Linked DNA regions of Gossypium hirsutum: region 2 is linked to region 1. A link is a contact called in public Hi-C data. All regions are on one chromosome and are shown on one strand. The core of a region is the stretch at or near the end of the contact, and the rest is flanking DNA. Distances in the headings are between cores, read along the strand shown. Region 1 holds the start of LOC107962646 (DELLA protein DWARF8-like). Region 2 has its middle 18 kb from the start of LOC107962649.

The links. A called contact is a pair of places that touch in the nucleus more often than the background predicts.
Region 2: a Hi-C map of leaf shows a contact between it and region 1, with 3 times the contacts expected there. The contact joins the enhancer-like site here to the promoter of LOC107962646 in region 1. A contact is called at or near these places in 7 of 34 Hi-C or Micro-C datasets (anther, callus and leaf).

Annotation. Positions count from the first base shown.
Region 1 is chrA06:11,464,541-11,469,889 of Gossypium_hirsutum_v2.1, forward strand. It overlaps LOC107962646 (DELLA protein DWARF8-like), which reads left to right and starts at 3,785. Exons shown (of 1, transcript NM_001327732.2): 1 at 3,785-5,349. The coding sequence starts at 4,053.
Region 2 is chrA06:11,728,045-11,733,201 of Gossypium_hirsutum_v2.1, forward strand. No RefSeq gene overlaps it. Among protein-coding and RNA genes, the nearest start is that of LOC107962649, 18 kb to the right of the region's middle. Within about 2 kb of position 1,742, at least 4 of the 9 cell types and tissues checked have an H3K27ac peak or open chromatin away from gene starts, as enhancers often do. A contact at or near this core is called in leaf, where this site is marked.

The sequences.
Region 1 (5,349 bases), core at 2,535-5,034:
TGGTGAAAAGAAATCAAAGCTATTGAAACTAGAGGTGGAAAGGATGCAGATGGTGGAAGCTTTGAATGCTGTCAATCGGGAGATCGAAAAGGATCTCCACCATGAAAAGAAAACACACAAAGTGATCACCGAGGATTTCGATTCTTGACTTCGAAAACTCATCCGTCAGCACAAGGTATGTCGTGTAATAAATAAGAAGTAACTGAAATGGCTTCAGCAAGTAACATGAATGGATGAGTACAACATGTTTGAGAACGCTTGTAAATGGGATCTGCCAAACTTCAAGGATAAAAAGGGTGGGTAGGCACATTTGAGAATGCAGGTAAGTTGCTGACGTGGGATTGTCTGTGGAAGTTTGAGCCCGTGAAATTTTAGCGAGTACACCGAAATTACGAGTAATAGTGAAACGACTAAGTGGAACCTAAGTCTATGGGCTCGCAAATAAAGGTTTATCGAAAACGAGTAAGTCTACAAGGGCTACCTTCGGAGAATGGTCCGCCCATAAGTAGCGGGGATTATGATTTGAAGATCACAAAAGACTGAAACAGGGCAAACTAGTAGCTTAAGGCTAGCCGAAAGGTATAAATATGCTAGGACGATAAGGCACCTGCGCAGTCGGCATGCAATATATACAGAACTACAGGTTGATGAGATTGTGTGGCGGATTAGAGTCAAAATCCGAAATCTAGGGGATCATAAGGAAAGTCAGCTAGTAATGGAGCAATGAATTCCTCGTTCAAGAGGATGGGTAAATGTGAAAGCTGCCATCGTAAAGAACAAGCTCACACTTGAGATAGAGAATAAGTCCACCATGGGTAAGTTGAGAAAAAGAGGGCAATACAGAGATTATGTTGGTACAAATTGCGGTAGATAGATGATTAAACAGGAAGTTGATGACTCTGCTTTACATTTTGTTTCTTGAAAACTTTGAAATATTGTTATTGCACTGCTTCACAAAATCTCACCAAGTTAATTTGAACTTATGAATTTATATGTTTTCACAGGGTAAAGGGTTTTGACTCGAAAATGGAGTAGAGTGACCAAGCAGACACTGCTAATCATGGGAAGGGCATGGATGTCGTTCAGGATATAGAGGGGCTCTCATTTAAAGACCACGCCTTAGGGGTTTAGTCGAACTCATTTAAAAAAATTTTTAAATAAGATTGTAAGACAGTATCTTTTAGATGTTGTGTAGGACAATATAGTTTACGGTGTAAATTAAATGTTTGAGAAAGTAATAAGATTTGTTTTAGGAATATAATTAAGTCATTTGGGTCTTTGTATTATCTGGTACCCGAATCTGGTGATCGGGTTGGGTCTAGGGTGTTAAAAGAACTGAAACATAAGATTGTTGCACTTGAAATTGAAATATTGAAACATTAGATTGTTGTACTAGAAATCTGAGTTTGGTGAGAAAAAATCAAAGCTATATGTACTAGAGATAGGAAGGATGCAGATGGTGGAAGCTTTGAATTTTTTCTATCATCTCCACCATGAAGAGAAGACAAACAAAGTGATGACAATGATTTTGAATTTCAACTTTGAGAACTCATCCACCATCACAAGGTCTACCGTGTAAGAAATAATAAGCAGTTGAAATGGTTTCAAAAGATTAAGATGGATTGTTCCTCCATCATTGATGAATGGGACGACCTGTTGCTAGAACTCGTGAAAAGTGTCGAAGAAACTAGCACGATGTTGCGTCCTCAAGAGAATTGATTTTTCAAAGAAGTATAGTATAATGCACACTTTTAACTTTTCATCTGAAATATTATGACATCTTTGTTAACATCTTACTAAGTATTTCTTTATATTTTGAGTCGAATGGCGACTCTCCTTTTCTCAAAGTAGTTAAAATTGCTTCTGCTTTAGATTTAGAACAGGTTCAAATCTCCTGCTTTGTGTTTATTTTTTAAAGTAGTTTTTTATGGACCTAGAAATGGGAAGATTTTTGAAGTTATCTTTTGTTTGGATATTGTTCTTCCTATATTGAAGCTGAAGAGTTAAGGATTTGAATATAATTGAATTTTTCTTTTTCTTCTTTGAATCGTTTAAATGTGAATGCTGCAATTTTATTTTTAATTTATTTTTTGTGGTTTAGGGCAAAAAAACAACAAGAAATTTAGAGTTAAAAGTTATTGTGATCTAAACATTATCATTATTAAATTATTTTTTTTACTCTCCCTCAAAGAAATAATCTATCTTCTTCAACAAAAGAAGGTCCTAACTAGTGTCAATATTTTCTTCAATTCCACTATTCTTGCTCTTAGCGCTAGATCAGAACTCAACACCCCCGATTTTGTCATCTGATTCTTTTTGTTGTTAAACTATTGGCATCTCTCTCGCTTAAATCCTTTCTGTTTCCTTTTAATTTTTCTATTAGTTTTTAGAGTTATTTTTTGAATAAGTTGGCTTTTAGTTGAGATTTAATCCCAACCAACTTGGCATGATACATAAAATTGCAAGCCCTAGTAAGTTGGCAACCCAATGTATCTGGCAATGATAGGAAGTTATTTTCAAATTTTGCTTTTTCCTACTATTTAAATTCTAGTTTCGCCTCAAACTTCTGGTTTCTTCAAAGCTCATTTCCAAAAAGCCCTGCTAAATATTTTCAATTTCTAGTTTCACAAAAATTGTTTTTAAACTCGGGATTAATCATTTACATTATTTAAAAAAATAGGTTGAGCCTTGTGATTAATGTCAAAATTCTTTTGGTTATTATTTAATTAAAAACTGAATCCGTTTTGAAAAAAATGGATCGAGCTTCGAGATTGCCTTCTAAAATTTTCAATTCTGTTTTCTTTTATCAAAAATCAAATTTATTTTTCAAGACATAGGTTGTACCTTGAGATTGTTGTTGAGGTGCTTTCAATTGTTGTTTTTATCAAAAATTATATCCATTTTTAAGAAATGAGCCGAGCCTTGGGAGTTAGGATTATTGTTGAGGTTTTTTTTTTCAATTGTCATTTTATCAAAAATTGAATTTGTTTTCAAAAAAAAGGTTGAGCCTTGAGATTGCTGTTGAAGTCCTTCTAATTATCAATTTATAAAAGAATCGAATTTCCTTTCAAAAAATGGGTTGAGCCTTAAGATTGTCATTGAAATCCTTTTAGTTGTCATTTTATGAAAAATCAAATATGTTTTCTAAAAAAAGGTCAAGCCTTAGTGTCATCGTCGAGGTGTATTTAGTTTTTGTTATATTAAAGTTGAATCCATTTTCATGAAATGAATCAAGTCGTAGGAATTTTCATCAAGATAGACAAGATCATGATCTCGGGCAAAATAGTTACATTTCATCTTTGCATTGTTTCTGATTTTTAGCAACATTGTAACCACATTTTGTGGTACATTAGATAAATTACATGATGTTTTGAATGATATTTTGGAGATATTTTGAGGACTAAGAATAATTTGAATCTGTATGTTTTTGGAGATATTTTAGACTTAGATTTTGATTTCCCTACACCTAGGTATAGACACATACATGCATCTGTACAACTCAAATAGAATGAATAAAAATGAACAATAACCAAGAGAAGTACCGACACGGTACACACATTTTAACTCTATTTTGCTTAATTTATGTTGGTTTTGCACTCAAAGATACTCGAACTGTACAGTAAGTTTAGGTGTGTAAAAGATATGTGCAAGATGAGTAATGTATTTGGTCTAAGTCTAAATTGAGATTGGAGGAAAAAAGTGTTGCAAAAGTGCCTTCTCCTCTCCATCAACCATCTCTTTCAATTCAATCCATGTTTTTAGCATCTACAAATATAAACGATTCGACCAAGTTTTTGCAATTTAATTTTATATATTTGAAAATTTTTACTCAATTTCTATCCCACTCATGATTGTGTATTGGTGTTTTTTAATGAAAAATGAGGAAAGAGAAAGTATCTAAAAAGATGGATACACAGCTCATTTCGTCTACTCTCTCACTTTCTCTTTTCCATCCATTTCTTACTCACTCTGTCTCTCCCAACTTTGGGCCATGCTAGATCTGCCCCTTCTTTCAATATTTGAAAACCAAGAAACTAATTTTAATTTGAATCATGTTGCGGTACGACTCCACCTCGTCATCAGCGGGAAGTAGCAGTGGCAGCTTATCATCCTCCTCCTCCTCGTCCAAGCCACCGCAGCAAGATATTGATGGACTACTCGCCGGTGCTGGTTATAAAGTCCGGTCGTCGGAGTTACGACAAGTAGCTCAACGACTGGAACGACTCGAAACCGCCATGGGTAATTCGCCTGCAGATTTCTCTCAACTTGCCTCCGATGCTATACTCTATAACCCTTCTGATCTGGCCTGCTGGGTCGACTCGCTGCTAACTGAGTTCGCTGAGCCTCCTCCCACTTGCTCCTCCGACTTCATCGTGGATCCCGTAAACAATCAAACGGTGGTAAACAGCGCGTGGACCACCGCCGAACCTCATACACCGCAGGTGCACCAGAATATTACTTATGACGAGCAACAGAGTTTGGATAATCAGTTGACGGTTGTCACGGCCATGGAAGAAGATTCGGGTATAAGGCTGGTCCACATGTTGATGACTTGTGCTGAGTGCGTCCAAAGTGGAGACCTCTCATTGGCTACTTCATTGATCGGCGACATGCAAGGGTTACTGACTCATGTCAACACCGTTTGCGGTATCGGTAAAGTTGCCGGACATTTTATCGACGCTTTAAGCCGCCGTATTTTCCAAGGAATGGGCGGTGGCTCTGTCAACGGTGGCTCGGCTTTTGAGAACGAGATTTTGCATCATCATTTTTACGAAGCTTGTCCATACTTGAAATTCGCTCACTTCACGGCCAATCAGGCGATCCTCGAAGCTTTCGACGGTCACGATTGCGTACACGTGGTGGATTTCAATTTGATGCACGGCCTACAATGGCCAGCTTTGATACAAGCCCTGGCTTTACGTCCTGGCGGACCTCCTTTGCTCCGTTTGACTGGCATTGGACCGCCATCACCAGATGGCCGTGACTCACTTCGCGAGATCGGTTTACGACTCGCTGAGTTGGCTCGGTCCGTCAACGTCCGCTTTGCCTTCCGTGGAGTCGCGGCTTCCAGGCTGGAAGACGTTAAGCCTTGGATGCTTCAGGTGAATCCAAAAGAAGCGGTGGCAGTTAACTCCATCATGCAGCTTCACCGTTTACTCGGATCCGAACAGACCCGGAATTCTCCTATCGACACCGTGTTGAGCTGGATCCGGGGCTTAAACCCGAAAATTATGACAGTGGTGGAACAAGAAGCAAACCACAATCAACCAGGTTTTCTGGACCGGTTCACAGAGGCTCTTTATTATTATTCAACGATGTTCGATTCTTTAGAAGCTTGCAGGGTTCAGC
Region 2 (5,157 bases), core at 492-2,991, 260 kb after region 1:
AAATTTGAAAAATATAAAAGTTTAATGACATGACATTTTAATATTATACCACATAATCACCTAAGAATTTAAAAAAAAATATTTTTTTTTCTTAATTTTTAGGTGATGATGCCACACAATCTTAAAGTATGAAATCATCAAATCATAGAGGCATCCAAGTTCAAAGACAAAAATAATTTTTTTAGGTAAAAAAGATAAAAATAATTTTAATTGTTAAGTTTAGGTACTAAAATGAGTAAAGAAATATAAGTACCAAAATAGACCTTATTACAAACATTTGAACTAGACTAGTTGAATTGCTAATTCAGAAAAAGCCATTAGATCTATTGATTTGAAATTTAATACGAATTAATTGAACTGAATAATTAAATCAGTTTAACTAAATAATTGAATCAATCAAACTAACGAACCAACGAACCAATAACTTAATCAATACGACCAGTCGTCCTATTCTAACAACCTTGCTAGTTACTGGATTTAGATAAAAATTATATTAATTTTTTTATTGTGCCGTCCATAGGGATTGTTAGTGAATCATCATTCGATGGCTATTAGGTCCAGTGCCTACGATATACTTAGATGGAATTATCATTTTAGATAATCTTTCGTATTCAAATGTAATAATTAATTACAAATATTTTTATTTAACTTTATTATAAAAATCCATTAATATTAATATTAAAATACTTTATTTTAATATTAAATAAATAATAAATGTGAGTATATAAAACAATTCAAATAAAGAAATAAAACCTTTAGCAAACAAAAAAAAATTGGCCTTTAAAAGATCTAACATCATTATTATATTTCGTCACGTTTCGCGAGCTTAAAATAAGATTATCAATCATATGATCAAAATAATTTTAAGTGGACTGGGTACGATACAATTATATGAGGAGCCCCGAATTTAGTATGGAATATATTGATAACTGAATATAATATTGTTTGTCTGTGTCATTAATCCTTTAAAAATGTAATCGGTTTGTAATGTTTTTTCTATCGAAGAAAATATAAGCATTAACACATTGAGTGGCATTATCAATATTTGTCATAATTTAAATCTTGCTTGTAACCATTATCTGTTGGAGAGTGCATCGCTGTGATCCACACGCTGGAACAGAAGAGAAAGCACTCCTGAGACCAAAAGAAGAAAGCGAAAACACAAGAAAAAGCCTCTTGTTTTGTTTTTTAGAAAAAAAAAGTATAATTACAAAAAAGGAGAAAGAAGGCCATGGAAGTCAGAAATCGAAAATGCTTACTCAATGGAAAGACAAATGAATAATTGAAAAGCTGGGCCTCCACTCTTTTATGTCCTTCGAATCCTGCCATGAATGGATAATGCAGCAGAGCCAGAGCAAGCAATGGAGGAGGATGACTCCTAGCACAAGGAGGCCAAAAATTCATCTCTTCCAAAAGGGATGGTAACTAGCACAAGTACTGTGTGGGAATGCATGGCAATAGGAGGTTTGTTCTTGTTATCAGCATCGCTAAATGGGCCCTGGGACTAATCAAAACCCAGAAACTATTTGGGCAACTTGACATGAATCTGCAAACAACCATAAATATTTGTAGAGTTAAAGCCAGAATGGTATTTGCCCATATCTATCCTTGTTTCTTTCTTGCTCTCTTCACTTGCCCTTAAGTTGTCTAGTCTTATCAGTTAACCTGAGCCCTCGACTGTGTTAGTTTTCGGCTTTATTGATCTGAAAGCATGGTCCATAGCCCTGTCTCATGATTCTATTGTTGGGCCTGTCAAACCAAACAATAAAAGTTAAGGCCTGGCTGTTGAGCTTTGACAAATCATGTATTATTTGTACTTGTACTTATTCATCTTTATTAGGACTAATATTTAATTTTGCCTTTTTTTTATCATTTACATAGGTGGTGAGATTAGCTTTAATGAGATTAAAATAAGTGATAAGATATGTGTTGAATGCAAATGTAATTTTGGAGATGAAATAAAAATATTGTTAATGATATTAAATTATAATGTGTATATATATTAAAAATAAATTATTTATATTTATATTTATGTTAAATAAAAAAAGGTTAAATAATAATTTATAATATTAGAAGTATATTTATATTAAAATTTATTTAAATTATATTATGAAAAATATTTAAATTATTTTTAGGTTAGTAATAATGCAATCAATTAGGAGAATTTTAAAAAAAATGGCTTTTCACCAGAGAACTATTCAAGCCACTAGAGCTTTCAATGGCAATGAGAAATTGATGGTGCAGTGAGATTGCAGTTGTTTCCCAAATATCATTTTTATGCCAGTGCAAAAGCAAAAAAAAGGTATATTGTCCTTGCACTCTATATCACCATGGGTGAGTTTGAATCCAAAGAAAGCCTGGTGGTTAAAGTATTTTTAGTAATGATTTGGTATTTTAAACTATCTAAAAATACCCGTGACCTTTTCCCACCTATCAGAAGGCACCACGTGCCATTAAAAATTTATTTAAGTTTATTATATATAAAAATTAAATTAAATATTGAAAAAATATGTTTAACTTTTTTTTTTGCCGTAATCAAGATATCCACCATTGATAATAGTGACTAATCTCCTTGCCACGAATGCTTTGCAAAGAGGTAAACGATTGGCCATTAAATGTATTTTATTCCCATGGGCGGAGATCGGACCCCAACCACATGGTTAAGGGATGAGGTGAGCAATCACCACTCTCTCATGATTATCTTTACTCCTCCTTCTTTCAATCTAAAATCTAGCTAACTTTTGTCATCTCCAGCCACCATCTGTCTCCTCTAACAACCATATGTTACTGCCAGCCAACAAGCACCAACCCGAAACACCTCTAAGTTTCATCAATAGATTCCTCTCAAGCCTTCTTTCTTTATTTACTAATGATATTTTTTTTTCTAAAAACCAATGATTAAGTCTAGATCTACCAAATGGTTTAGAGAAAAACCCTTTAAAAACCCTTCATCAATCGCTCATTGCTTCTAGATTTTTAAGTATGTTTTACTACTGAAAAAAAACCATTTCTTCCATGCACCATCTCAACAAATCTTCAAAAGCCATGGGAAATTTGAATGGGTTTTCCTAGATACTCTTTGAGTTGAAGATTCTCTTCAGTTAATTTTGAATTCAAGTCACATTCTTGTTCCCATTTCCTAGCATAGTCTTATAGGTCTTTAGAAACTCCTTCTTCTCATCACTATCTTAGTCATCATTAGTTTCAACCTCTAAATTAGATACCACACTAAAAGTAAAAGCAACATAAAATTGTTCACCTGGTTCCCATCAGATTCAGAATTGCTAAAAGTGTCTTCATCACTCTATGTAGCACATAAAACCTTATTTTTCTTCTTAAGAGTGTCGAAACACTTAGCCTGAATATGACCATAACCAAGGCATTCATGACACTAAATGTCCTTATTCTTTTCTTTATCAATCTCTTCCTTAATAGCAACTCTTTTAATTCTTGGTCTTAGGAGTGTTCTTTGATGCCTCAAACTTTTTGAATCTCCTAACTTGCTTATTAAAGGCCTTATTAAAATTTTGAATAAGTAGGACAAGCTGTTCTTGAAGTTATTTTATGGCAATGCTATTGGGAATAGACATATCATCAGACACTTAGAAAGCAATGTTTGTTTCTCCCTTAGATCTATTCTTCATTGACTCATCTAGGTTCATCTCAAAAGTTTGTAAGGAACCAATTAAATCATCAATTTTCAAGCTTTCTAGACATTTTGCCTCCTTTATTACAATAACCTTTTAGGTAGAGACCTTAGAACCTTTCTCACAAGTTTAGATTTTGAATATTCTTCTCCAAGGGTTAATGCTTGGTTAGACAGATCACACAATTTAGTATAAAATTCACTAATAACTTTACAGCCCTACATTCTTAGAGTCTTAAACTTAGTGGCTACCATTTGCATCTTGGATTGCTTGATAATATTTGTTCCCTCGTAAATAATTTGAAGGATTTCCCATCCTTCTCTTGCAATAATGCACTTGAAAATACGTTTGAATTATTCCATATGAATACAAAAAAAATGGCATAGAAGGCTTTTGAATTTGCATTGGCAACTCTCTCTTCCTCAGTTGTGCACTAAACTTCAGGTTTAGGAACCTTTCCAACTTTAGAGTCGATAGTAAGCTTTCCAACTAGTGAGAATAGAACATCATGCCCTCTCATCAACAAACTTGATATAAGCCTTCATCATAGCCTTCTAGTAAGGATAATCACCACTCTCAAGCATAGGGAGACAAATAACTGAAGATCTTTCTATTGTTAGCAAACAACACCAGTAATCACCATTAGATACATTAAGTGTTAAACTCTAATACTAATTATTTCTACCTACAGTTGATGTTTACTGAATAACAAAACAATTAATTAAAGTGTTTAACTACAGTGGGCACTATGGCTTTTTACAAACTGTGCAAACAAAAACACAAAAGACACCAAAGTTTGTTTATGTAACAGCTCGATCTTCAGTGGTATAAAAAATGGTAGTTTCAGAATCCCGTTTTCAATGTACAAGTAAATATTTATTGTATGATTAAAGGTAGTTGCTCCAGCAACAAATGTGGCATCTTATAGCTCAGACCCAGCGATTGGGTCAGGCAAGGGGTGTTATAATTTACGTATTTCAATTTCCCTATGTTTGCAGAGTCTAACTTAGTGAGTAATTCCACTATATTTATCCCACAATACCACAAGTGAATTACACTCTATTACTCCCCAAGTATAGAGATCTCACATTTGTACCTAAAGGCTAGGACACTCACCTCCAAATCCTCCCTCTGAGAACTTGAGCAATAAACGCACAAGGTTTACAAATTATTTTGCCTTCTGACAAAAATATATTCTCAAAGAATCAATAAAAGTGATCTCAATATGCTCTCAGAACCTAGACAAGCCTCGTAGCATATATCAATCTTCAGCTTACTAACATAGAATCTAAATGAATACAAAGCAACTCCTTGAAAATAGCAATTGCAATCAAACAAAAAAATCATTAACCTAATGAAGATATGGCCTTCCAAACTCAGCATTGCAATCCCGATCAAATCTCCACAGAATAACGGTTATATTTATTCATTTGAATCCAATCCAATCTTTACTAGCCACAGATTGATTTCCATAGATATACTCTAGTATCTTCAAAATATTTGCACAATA